Regions from separate parts of the Gossypium hirsutum genome. Here region 2 is linked to region 1. A link is a contact called in public Hi-C data. All regions are on one chromosome and are shown on one strand. Each heading gives the region's core, a stretch centred on a gene start, on an enhancer-like site or on the middle of the called end of the contact. The rest is flanking DNA. Distances are from core to core; before and after follow the strand shown.

Evidence for each region. A called contact is a pair of places that touch in the nucleus more often than the background predicts.
Region 2: a Hi-C map of seedling shows a contact between it and region 1, with 2.6 times the contacts expected there. The contact joins the promoter of LOC107951287 here to the enhancer-like site in region 1. A contact is called at or near these places in 2 of 34 Hi-C or Micro-C datasets (leaf and seedling).

What each region holds. Positions count from the first base shown.
Region 1 is chrA02:34,596,764-34,603,566 of Gossypium_hirsutum_v2.1, reverse strand. No RefSeq gene overlaps it. Among protein-coding and RNA genes, the nearest start is that of LOC107952193, 15 kb to the left of the region's middle. Within about 2 kb of position 2,561, at least 8 of the 9 cell types and tissues checked have an H3K27ac peak or open chromatin away from gene starts, as enhancers often do. A contact at or near this core is called in leaf, where this site is marked.
Region 2 is chrA02:35,207,120-35,213,922 of Gossypium_hirsutum_v2.1, reverse strand. It overlaps LOC107951287 (phosphatidylinositol-3-phosphatase SAC1), which reads right to left and starts at 2,449. Exons shown (of 16, transcript XM_016886282.2): 1 at 2,137-2,449; 2 at 1,466-1,670; 3 at 1,207-1,372. The coding sequence starts at 2,265.

The DNA.
Region 1 (6,803 bases), core at 1,312-3,811:
CCCCAAATCATGAAGGTTAGCCAATTTCACAAAATTACCAAAGTGAGGGCATCTCTTGCCAGCCGAAAGGCCATCCATTTTCTCATTTGAGGAAAGAATAGCATTAAAGTCTCCGATCACCATCCAAGGAGTTTGCCCAACAGGAATAGTATCTCTCAAATCATACGAAAGGTTTTTCCGCTTCTGACAATTAGGACTTCCATAAATGAACCTAATTGAAATCAAATTTGACGAAAAACTAAGCCAAACCCGAGTAATAATGAATTGGGGGTGTTTTCGTATAATCTCAACTTTAACAGACTTATTCCATCCAATCCAATGCCCCTAGCATAACCAATAGCCTCCATTTGGTGAGAAAATTGAAATCCCAAATGTGCAATAATTTTATCAGCCTTGGGCCCACTAACTCTACTTTCGAACAAGCTAATAATATTTGGTCTGTACTCCATAGTATACCCACGAAAAATGCGAGGAAATCTGGCATTGGTGCATCCTTGACAATTCTAAGAAAAAATCGAGAGATTCATAATTAATAAAAAATTGTAAAGAACCATACCATTGCTATCGGGAATCATTCAATCCACTAGGGTTAGATTCAACAAGCACTCCCATTTTATCTTCGTTCGAGAGGTCAGAGGATATAAGCTTTGCCACCTATTTCATAGAGTCAGCTAAAGAAACTCGTGAGTTTACAGAAGCTTTAAATATACTCTCGCGTCCCTTTAAGACATTACTATTATTATGTCCTCCTTTAGTAATGCCAAAATTTTCATTGCTTTTTCGATCCTTATTTCCTGTGTTGCCTGCACTTATAGGCTCAAAAGTATGACCTTTAGACTAATAAGGAGAATTAGAAAATTTTTTAAAAGTGACAGCAAAGTGTTTCCCTTGATCTAAAATATTATCAGTTAGCTGGACCTCAACCTTTACAAGGCCTTCAAAAGCTGGGTTGAAATATGCCTTGATATAATTTGAGTTGCTAGCTCGCAGTTTAGAGTCAAAATGGTTTCCAAAGTTACCTGCATCCGAAAAAACAGTAACAAATTCTAGGTTAGTCGAAATTAATTTAACATTTGGAAAAACCTAAGGTTTCTTGGAATTGGACTATGCAGGAGAAAGCTATTGGTCATTAACGGGCCTGGAGAGAGGCAAAGGCCTATCTTGGTTTTCCACCGATCCACAAGCTTGAATACTTGTGGTCCTTGAATTCATATGTATACTGGATGCAAAAAGATTTGTTTCAATTGGACAAGCCTGCAAACATAATCCGTTTGGGTTCTCTTTGGATGGCGGCCTAACCAGAGACCCATTTGACCCACTATCAATCATTATATTTTTCCTCAGACTTTTCAGCCTTATTCTGTCATTTTCTTGGCCCAAATGGACTCTTCCCCCCATGCGCTTAGTAACTAATTTAGTAGTATTCTTTTAGGCTTCCAAATTCAGGCCCGGATTGCAAATATTCTTTTGGGCATCTGAATCAAGAACCAATTTTTTAGTAGCTTTAATATGCGGGTAAGTCACAGATTTAATATTATTTTCTTCCCTAGAATCAAGGGGAATCAAATCAGATTCCACCGCATTAGCGTTTAATCCCCCAAAATCTGCCTTTGTCGTCTCTTCTTCACTGCCAGTCCTCTTACCTTTAATGTTAAGGACATTAAATTTGGAGCCCAACCTCCCTTTTCTAGCAACCATACCACCAGAATTCTGAGAGTTCCTTGATCTTCACTGGGATCTATGCTCCACCAACATCTAAGGACTGAAAGTTGGTTCAGAGTCCTTCCTAAGGTAGCCATTGTTGTTGCTTGAACCACCGTCAATCACCACTTTGTCACTAGCTTTGTCCGATGTTTCTTTCAATAAGGGACACAACTCCCTCACATGCCCGTATTTTCCACAGGTAAAACAAACCGTTGGTAAGGCTTTATATTCCACCCTCTGAATTTTTCCATTAACACAAATCTGAGAAATGAGAGGCTTATCCAGGTTGATGAACAGAGCCATTCTGGAAAATCTGCCCCTAGTTCTATTATCGGTATTAAAGTCAAACTTTACAACCTTACCGATCATGCTTCCAATTGCCTCGAGGATCATCCTCTTGTACATAAACCCAGGTAATCCAGGTAGCCTGATCCACGCCATAACTACACTTGGGTATGGTTGAAGGGGAGAAAAGTCTTTTGTCCACGGTTGGACTGTCAAATATTGCCCAAAAATTATCCATGGTCCCTGTGTTAAAACATCGTCATAATCCTCCTTGTTCTAGAACTTAGCCAAAAAATACCCATTCTCAATATCCATTAATTGAAATGGATGTATATGCTTCCAAAGGTTTCTAATTCGAATAAACAGAACACCATAGCTGATATTTTGGCCTAGTAGTTTTAAAACTACTGTCATCTCCATCTCTTTGTATAAAATTTCTTTGACTCGATCGGAGAAATCAATTGTCGGGATTCCATTAACAGTGGACCTTATAATATCATCGTCCAACAGAATAAAATCTCCATCACTTCCCCCATCAACCCCCGCAACTTCCTGACCAGCACAAGACAAACCAGCCCCAAAGAGTTTGTCTTTCCATGACATTGTCGCACTTAAAGGTGGATCAGAGTCCATAGCCATATCCACAGAAGCCCCATCGGAATCATCTTTAAACCTAATTTTCTTGGTGTTACGATCTTCAGATAATTGTGAATCACCATCACCGTCACCACTTTCAGAGAGTTTTCCATCAAAGAACCTAAAAGATTAACATGATGATGCTTTTATTTATTACTAGTATTAGTTCCCTTCTTACGCAAAGGTTATATATTTACACGATTTGTAATTAAATTGTAAAAATGAAATGTTTTAAATAACAATAAAAGTTCACTTTATTTATCAAAATTTGTAACTTCACTTTTTCAATGTCGCTACTCTTAACCTCCAATGTCGTGACCTTGGTCATAGTCCACCTACAATGATGATGTATCTCGAAATTCATCCTAGGTACATATTCAGCTTTAATGTCATGATTTCGTGTATCCAATGCAGCAACATTCTCAACAATCTTCTAACATCTATGCCATTTAGCTCAAGTCAGTTTCTTACACCAATTACATCACTTAGTTAGAATTTATTAGGAATGATGTTGCTTAATTTGTCAATAAATATCTTACAAGGCTTATTTTAATCGACAAAACATAAATAACAAATAAATCATAAAACTATTAAAATAACATTAAAATTCTTGATTCAAAGGTTGTTAAGTATTGAAAATGACTCAATTTGCCATATTAAATTATGACAGATCAAATTCTCACACTTAAATCTTTGCTTCTCTTCAAGCAAACACACAGACTAGAAAAGAACTTGATGCAATCGTAAACCAACTAAAAATCTAACTAAGGCAAATGCACCTATTAATTAATAGTATAGTTACAGTGAGCAAAGATATTGTTCTCGCGAGGACTAAAAGTACTAGTAATTGCCTTCTTTCTATTGTTTAACCGAATAATTAGAGCAATTGATTGATAAATAGAATTAACTAAATTAATTAACTATGAACGCGACAAATAACAAATTAGGCAAATAATTGAGTAAACAACTAATAATCAAAACAATACCCATGAAAAAATTCATCTAAATTTCATCTATCATTATTAATCTAAATTACACAATTTCTTCGCTTAGTATCTTGATCTGTAGAAATCCCTAAATTATGCTAATATCTCTCTTCAAGAATAAGAGCACTCTAGGTTGATTAATTGAAATTTCTTTGTAATTAAAACCCTTATTATTGTATTAACCCTATCTATGGATTCCTCTATTAGGTTTGACTCTAATATGGTAGATTTATGTCGTCCTATTTCTAGAATTACATGCAACTCCACTCAATTTCGCTAGATCTACTCTTAAATAGGCTCATTCCTCTTCTGATTTAAGCACATCAAACATTGATCAATAATCTAGAAATATCAAACCAAGAATTAAACACACATAATTGAGAACAATATCTAAGTATTTATTGCGTAAAATAGAAATCAAACGACATAATTCATCATAGGGTTCATCTCACTAGATATTTAGAAAATTAGTTCATGCTTGCAAATAAAAACATCCAAAATATAGCATAACCACAAGAAAGAAAGAAACTGATAATAATCTACAAAGAAATAAAAATAGAATCTTTAATCTTGATGGAAATCTGCTTCAGAATTGGCTTCAATAGTGTTCTTCGAGTTATTTTCTTGAGTTTTCGATAACGACTCACTCTTATCTTCTTATTTTTGTTATATATAGGTCTCAGAATGCCCGAAAAACTTAAAAATCGCATTTTTCCGCAGGTTTAGAGTGCAAACAGCGAAATCAACATGGTCTACCACATGGCTTATGTGGCTCACACAGCCCTATGGAAGAGGCCAGCCCGTGTGGCTCCTATAACTTGCTCCAGTTTTCGCTCGTTTTTCACTCATTTTTTGCTCATTTTTTCTCCCAAATGCCCTCCTAAGTATAAGTACATGAGTTTAAAGGGTTAATAGCATAAAATTTACCATTAACATAGAATAATCACCCAAAAACACATTAAAAATGAGACTAAAACATATTACTTTTTGCACCTATCTAATATCCCCACACTTAAGCGTATGCTTGTCCTCAAGCTAAATCCTCAACCCACATTCAAGTTAACTTCCATCAATTTATTATTTTCACCGATAATGTCTTAGGATAATCTAGAGATAATCATGAATTGGAAATTCACAATAAAATGATACTAAATAGCAAAAGCAATCCAAGCAGAGAATTTAAAGCTTTAAAAACATTAGGCATCTCCCCTATCTCAAAAATTACATAAAATTCAAACTCAATAAGAAATAAAATCCTCACTAAAGATTCACTCAGAGCACTCAAAGTGTTTATGGTTCAAATAATATGCATTCAACAATCAAATGAGAAATGTTATTACCATCTGCTAGCTTGAAAATCAAGTCTCCACCACTATAAATAAGATGACACACTAATCAAGAGGTCTTTTCAAGGTTGTAATGGGGCTTAGGTTAAGGGTATGGAAAATGTCAGAAAAGTCGATTACAATCGAGAGTCAAGCTGATAAGTTACCAAACTAGAAAAAATCAGTTGTTGAATTAAAAGAATTCACATAAATAAGAAATAAATAATATAAATGAGCTTTTCAACACAATATGAAGCTAACGATTCAAGCTCAATCAATTCTTTTTTTATATATTTTTTCTTTTTTATCACGATTTTTTTCTTTTTTGCAAAAGAAATTTAGTAATACAAATGATGAAACATAGCCAGACAACTAACCAAATCAAATTTTGACAAAAAAAGGAGTCAATAAAAGGGATAATTTACAACATAGATATGAGTTGTGGGTTAACATAAATGGGTAATAGAAAAAAAATGTGTTAGGATCAACAGGGTTTACTAGGGGATAATATAACAGGTAAGTTGTTTAAAGGTTAGGTGGGTTGAATCCTAACTGCCTCTATCATCTCAGTATAACAAATCAATAATATGGTCTCGACATGTATAACTCAAGCAAGTTTTATAATAACGAATTAAATTGACATACTCACTATCAAAGAGAAAATGAACATGAAAAATATATGCTAAACTTGCAAATTTAAAATTTCAAAATAATTCTTCAATTGAGGGAGACAGCCTAAAATAATAATTTCTACAAAACAACTTATCATGCTTGATTCTCTCGTATCTTAAAGTATAAATCACACAATTCACAAAAGCCCGCAAATAAATCTCAAAATAGGTTAAAAAAACTCCAAATTAAAAGAAATTACTTTAATAGCAGCGGTGAGGAAATTACTTAAAGACAAACAACTAGGGATTTTATCGCATAAGCATATAAACAACCTCCCCACACTTAAGATGTACATTGCCTTCAATGTACAAACAATTATAATCACAAAATAAGCACAATATCATAAGGGAGGGAGAGAACTGAAACTGTACTGAATTTGGATGATATCGCTAGAATAGTGAAAACCAGAATCATAGGAGAGTCTAAATGAAGTACATGTTTCTGAGCAAAATAATAAGAAAATAAAAAAAACATAAGATAAAAAGATTACAAACTAGAAAAAAAACAATTGAAAAAGCATAATAAAATAAAATAAAAGATATAAATCCAAAAAATAAAAAAATAAATAAAGTAAATAAAAATAAAAATATATGAATATAGAAAATAAAAAAATAAATAAAAATAAAAATGAGGCTTTGGGTATGGAGGAACAAAGGAATAAAAAGACAAGAAAAAAAATAACTTTAAAGAGGAAAAATAGAAGGTTATGTGTGCCACACGGTCGTGTGCACAGGTCGTGTCGAATTACCCAGACCATGTGTGATAAAAGAATAGGTAAAAATAAGCTCATTATCCACACGACCTAGGACACGCCCGTGTATGAAACATGGCTATGTGCAATGCTCGTTCACTTCTCCATGCCCGTGTATGAGTCCGTGTAGGCTACGCAATCTACCACATGCCCATGTGACAGACTGTGTCTCACATGGCCATGTCTCTAACCCGTGTAACTCTCTATGCCCCTATGGGTTAGATTACACTTGAAAAAGATTAGCTCCAGTATGCACAGCCTAAGACACGCTTGTGTGTCCAGGCCATGTGAATCATCCCAGACCGTGTAAACCCTTTTTTAAATTTTTTTTGAGTTTTTTTAAATTTTTTTAAAATAACATGAAATTAAAATGAATAAATAAGTAAAATAAAAATACTTGGGTTGCCTCTAGAGAAGTGTTTATTTAGAGTCTAAGCTTGACTT
Region 2 (6,803 bases), core at 1,200-3,699, 610 kb before region 1:
ATGTACAATATTATTTAGTTTCACAAAAATCACAGATCTAAATGGCAAATATAATTGTTGATAAACATATAAGGATTGATTTTCATGGCAGCCCTTACAATTACTAAAAGGTATTAAACAAAAGCAAGATCTTATTAAAATAGATAAATATCCAAACAGGTCTCCACACACAGCACTATATGGCATTCAAGATTGGAAAACTACATATCTTTAAACTTGGGAGACTGTTCCCATAACAAATTGCTCTATGTTCTTATAAAGCAAAGTAAACAAGGCCTGAAGGTAATTTTGCCTGTTGGAGAAGATAATGTCACTGATTCTCTGTTCAAATTAAAGTAGATAAGCAGAGACCAAATATGGAAAGGGGAGATAATGCATTTCCATGTTTCTGCTGCCTCACTGCTTACAACTTACAACATAATATATCTACAAGATGATTTAGTTTTAACATTCTTTTTCTGATGTAGTTACGGAGAGAAACCATATATTAAAATGATGACTATCATTTCTGATATAGATATAAGGATAAATTTGCACGATAACAGTTATATAATTACTTTAAAGAAAGCAAGATCTTATTAAAAGGAATAAATCTCCAAACAGGACTCCACACGTATAGCACTAAATATGGTTTAGCATCGGAATATCACTAATCTTTAAAACTGGGAGCATTTGTTCATTTAACAAATATCTGTAACCTCTGAGTTCTTATAAAGCAAATGAAGCAAGGCCTGACGGCTGATTCAAGAAGATCAAAACAACTGATCTCCATTCAAATTAATTATATTAGCAGAAACCAAAAATAGTGAGAGCAGATAGAGGATTTCCCGATTCTACTCTCATCACTTCTCCGTTGACCCACTTAGGTAACAAAAATAATTCATTATCTCCATAAAGTAATCATTATGAAACCAAGAAACTATAAATGCTACCTAGCAACCTACTAATAGTAAAAAAAAAAACACTTCTAATGGTACGTTTCAGTGTCAATACATAGATTAGTCTTCCAATTGCATCCATATTCTACAAAAATATTTCTAGGAATGCAAGAGAGATAAATGAATAAAATGGATGCAGGTAATGTCAAAAAGATATAGAAATTCTAGTTTCAAACTGAATTAAAAAAAAAAAAAGAAATAAATAAGATCCAGAGGTTTTCACCAAATCCTAAAACTAATTATGAAGCTTGCAAAGTAAAGGAGATACCTCAGCTCAGTTTTAGAATGCGCTATGTCGGATTGAACAGAAACATGAGGAACTGTGATCAACTGACTCTCATCTATGCTATATATTGCATGACCACATATACTACCAATTTGCTGTCGCTTTGTAACCAGAATCAAGTAGTATGATTCCAAAAACTTGATGCAACCTAAAAAGATTCCGACACGTAGTACTGAGTTTAATAGAAACAATTCCTTCAATACCTCAAAAACAAAACAAGAGAGAGTAAATTGTCACTAACCCACAATCCCGAAAACTTTTGCCACAAAGTTTAAGCCCCCAGTGGCACGATTTCCTTCGGCAATCCGCTGAAGCAAGTTTTTGATCTCTTGTGGTGAATAAACCACTGGGTCTTCACTGATATTAAGATCAGATCGTTCAGATCTATCAATTTTCAAGACCCGAAAGAATTTCTTGTTCCTATCACTCCCAATTAAATAATACCTCTGTTTAAAGAAACCAGAAAAAAAAAACTCAATCCTGAACAAAACAAGATTAAAATCATACATAAAAGTAATCTAACTACCCAGATTGCAATTTTCAGAGCGACCAAACAGCAGCCTCAAGATTCCTTGATAATCAATTTTAGTCGCTTCAGATTTAAGAGAAATTCTTTACTTCTTTCACTTTTTTTTTAATATTGTGATTTTAGTTTCTTCTGCTCGAAATTTCTCCTTTTTTCTCCCGCAGTAAGCAGAAAACTTGAGAATCGAATACAAAACCCTAATTTCCACTTTTTTCCATCTTTTTATCTTAAAAGGATACCAATTCAAGAACAATTACACAGCAACTAACCTTATGCAAAAATGAACAAAAAATAATAATTTAGAGCATTCTCTTCCTTGTTGCTAAAATTAAGAGAACTGTATGATTTTGCCATGAGAACAAACACAGAAAAGAAAGGACTGTTACCGCTCGGGTTTCGTAAAGCCGGAACTTTTCAAGAGAATAGGAATTGGGATCGGCCTCCGGATCAATGGAAGGATGGATCTTAGCGTATGGAAGAGACAAATTGGTTTTCAAATTCTCCAATTTTGCCATTTTGGTGGTAAAATTTTGGGACTCAATTCAATTTATGCGTTATGTCTTGGACATTTGGTTTTGGTTTTCTAGTTAGTTTTCTTTGACGATTAAAACATTTTTGGATTTCTGGGACTCTTAACTGAGTTGGCTTTGGCTATATAGTCTTTGCCTATTCGATTCCTAACCCACTGTGTTGGCGCCGGCCGCGTGGTGTCATTGAAGTAACTTACAAATATAGAGTAAATTATACAGAGAGTCTTTTAACTATTATTAAATTTTCTTTTGTTATAAAATAATTATTTAACTATTCGATTATGTTATTTTTAATTATCTACAGTTAAATAATTAATGGAAATATAACTTGTTATCTTTTATTTGTATGCATATAATAGCTTTTTTATTTACGATGCATATATTAATTGTATGCAATAATTAAATTATATTTGATTATTTCTTATAAATTTTCGTAAATTTTTTAACGTGTTATTAATAATATGGTTATGAAACTAAAATATAATAATATCTAAGTTTAATTTTAAAAATAAGATAATTAATATTAGACTAAATTTAAATAAAAATATTTTTAAAAATATTTTTAAAATATAAATATTATAATAATAGATTAGGTGTTTAAATACACAAAGAAAACAAAAAAAAAGGGGGGGAAAGAGAGTACTTATTTTATATCAAAAGCTCTAATAATCTCAATAGGATTAAGCCTCACATTTATACAAGAGAATAGCTAATGAACCAACCAAGAAACTCAGTCTAACAATCATCCTAACCGATTCTTAGCCGATAAATTAACTGAAATTGAAACAGATTACATTGAACTAACTGACTTAACTAATAGCAACTGCTAACAGAATTACCTAATTTACCTAACTAGCAACTACAACATTTACTGGTCCTCCTAGTGACTTCTTCTTCTTCTTGTTTTTGTTTATACTTGCTAACAACACCAAAGCTAAACCTAAACTTGTTGAAAAAAGGTGCGAATAAAGGTTTGGTAAGCTCATCTCCAATCTGATCCTGTATTGGAACATGATCAACCATCAATTTGCTTGTTTTCACTTTCTCTTTAACAAAGAATAAGTCCAATTCTACATATTTGAACTTGGAATGCATTACTGGATTGGCTAAAACAACCACTGCACTTGAATTATCACACCCACAACAGTTTGGCCTTTAATTCTAACCTTTAACTCAACCAACGATGATTCCAACCAGATAATCTCAGCAGTAGCATAAGTTAAACCCCTATACTCAGCCTCTCAGTGGAACGAGATGTAACACCCTTTACCCGTATTCAACGCTGAAAGAGGGTACGAGGCATTACCGGACTTATCACATTAACAAACATACAATTTTGGGTTATAAATTTTGCACCCAAATTAGAACCATTAATATTCAATCACAATGTGTAACAACCCCTAACCCATATCCGTAGCCGGAATAGGGTTACGGAGCATTACCTGATATTTGGAATCAAATATGAACATTACATAATTATCTAACAACCATATTCTTTCTCATATGATATCCCAATCAATTCAATTACTTCATTCAAATCAAATCTAATTTTCATACCAAAACATAATATTTATAATCTTAATATAGTACATAAAATTATATATATATGTATTCATTAACATTTTATAACATATTTTGCAACACTTTTCAAAATGAAAAATACAAATGTCATAGGTACATGCCATTACCAAAAAGATATGTACTTTACCATAATGAGTTCGGGATTGGCCTTAAATACTAATTCAGCAATTCGACTTTAACCTAACATGCGCATAAAAACAAACCATACATTGAGTATAAAACTCAGTGGTATTTCTATAATTCGAATACTTTAGAAAAAATAATATTTTAAAGCATACACATTTTATCATACGGTAGACATAGTTTTACAAATAACCATTTCATAGATAAAGTATTTGCACTCATTCTATTCAATCAATTTACTATCCCGATAGCTTTCACTATATGACACAATCATGTGTCTCAAATCACATTTCAATTCATTCTTCGATTTCAATCATAGCACTATCTCATTCAACAACCATTCTATGAGCACATGGTTCATACATTTCATTTTCATGTCTCAATTCAATTCATTTATTTACCCCTATTAACATGAATCAGACTCAGATGGATACATGGATCCAACCAAAACACACCAGTATGGCACCCAGTGCCTCATCAGATAATTCGAAGTAATAGAGTGACACCCAGTGTCTCATCGGCCTTGCCGAAGTAAGTTGGTACCCAACACGTCATCAAATTTATCCGAAGTAATAATATGACACTCAATGTCTCATCGACTCATGGTCGAAGTATCCTTGAACACTTCCAATCCTATGGCATACCAACTATATCCGACTCAGCCCGACTAGTTAATAGGGTATTTAAATCACATATAACCTCAATTCAATCACAATTTCTCACATTTTCAATTCAATCATTTTCCACCTTTCAATCAATATTCAATCCATATATTCACATAGTTTCACAATTCAGTACATTTTCATTCAATTCAATATCAATACTCACCTTAATTTATCTTACCATGCATATTAATCATTATTCACAATTAATAATAAATAAATTTGAATTATAATAATATAAACCAGGAATTCCGAGCTATTCTACGTCGACTTTATCTTTCTCCTTTTTAGTCGAGGATTCTGGTACGACGTTAGCTACGAAATTAAAACAATTAAAATTCATCAATACAACACAATCTATTTTCATATTGAAAATTTCAATTTTTACTCAATATTTGCCTAAATTTCAATTTAGTCCCTAAATCGAGACTAACTTTATTTCTCACATTTAATTTTTTATTTTCATGCAAATTCCACTTTAGACTAAATTCAACTCCCTATTTTCACATAAATTCCTAAATTTTGAATTTTTCACAATTTAGTCCCTATTACATAAAATTTACAATTTATTCTACAGTTCATTTCTTTTTCATTTCTAACTTGAAAATCTATCAATTTAGTCCCTAATACTCTAATTATTCAACATAGACAACATTTAAAAAACTCAATAATTTCTAAAATTTTGACATGGGTTGGATAGCATTTAATATCGAGATTCCAAAAACATAAAAATTACAAAAAAAAAACGACTAAATTGACTTACCAATTGAGTTTGGAACCCTTAAAAATCCTAGCTTTTTCTATTTATTTATTCTTTCTTTATTTGTTTTATATAATATAATATAATATAATATAATATAATATAATATAATATAATATAATATATATTTATACTTATATGTTAAGTAAAAGATATTTTAATATAATATATATTAAATTCAACAAAAATCTTCCTTATGCGGCTTCATTTATGAGCAATGACATAATTCCTTATTTAGCCCCTTTAATTTTCTTTAATATATAATTCAACTTTCACCTTATATGTAATTTAGTCCTTATACCTAATTACTTTTAATTCAAGCAAATTCACTTAATTGAAACCTAATTAACTACATAACTAGCTTTGTAAATATTTTTAATAAATATTTACGAATCTGATTTTCGAGAACTGAGTCTCGGGAATGCATTTTTTTTAATTTGATCCTTTTTAATTAATTAACTATCAAAACGTTAAAATTTCCTAACGAAACTTTAATACTAACTCAATGACACTCCGTAAATATTTATAAAAATATTTACGACTCGATTTATGAAATCGAGGTCTCGATACCTCGATTTCAAAACTAATTAATTTGATAAATATTTCTAAAGAACAAATCACTAATTCATAAGCTTTCCTAAATTCACGATTGTCTCATAAATACTAAATAATAATTTATAAGCTCACTTGTCAGATTTTAGTGGTCTTGAACCAATTTTTTTGACATCACTGAAAATTGGGTTGTTACACAATGTCCCCATTACGAGCCTACAAGGCCGAAAATGTGCATTGGAAGTTATTCGGGACTAAAGCGAGTACTTTAGAAATTTTTACAAAACTTAAAAAATTTTCCACTAAAAAGGGGTCACACGCCCGTATGGATATAGGACATGCCTGTATGGGTAGGCCGTATGGTCACACACGCCCGTGTCCCGACCCTATGTAACTTTTTGACTTGTAACTCATGAACAAATTGAGATCACACGGCCAAGTCACATGCCCGTGTGCTAGGCCGTGTGGAAAATTAATTTTCATAAAATAGGTGCAGATTCACACTGCCAGGGCACACACCCATGTTCGAGACCGTGTCATCCACACGGCTGAGACACATGCCCGTGCCTCTGCCCATGTGCTCAATTATGAGCATTCTGTTTCTCAAAATTTAGGTGCAGGGGACACACGGCTTAAACACATGCTCGTGGGGCAAGCCGTGTGTCGTACACGGCTTAGAGACATGCCTGTGTGTCTACTTGTGTGGACAAAAATAAGGCTATTTGTCAAGCCATTTTGCCACCCTTTAAGGCACACACCTACACAACATAACATAGTACTAATCCAAGCATATACATACAACCAACATCCACAACCAAGACATCAACACATCATCCAAGAAAAGC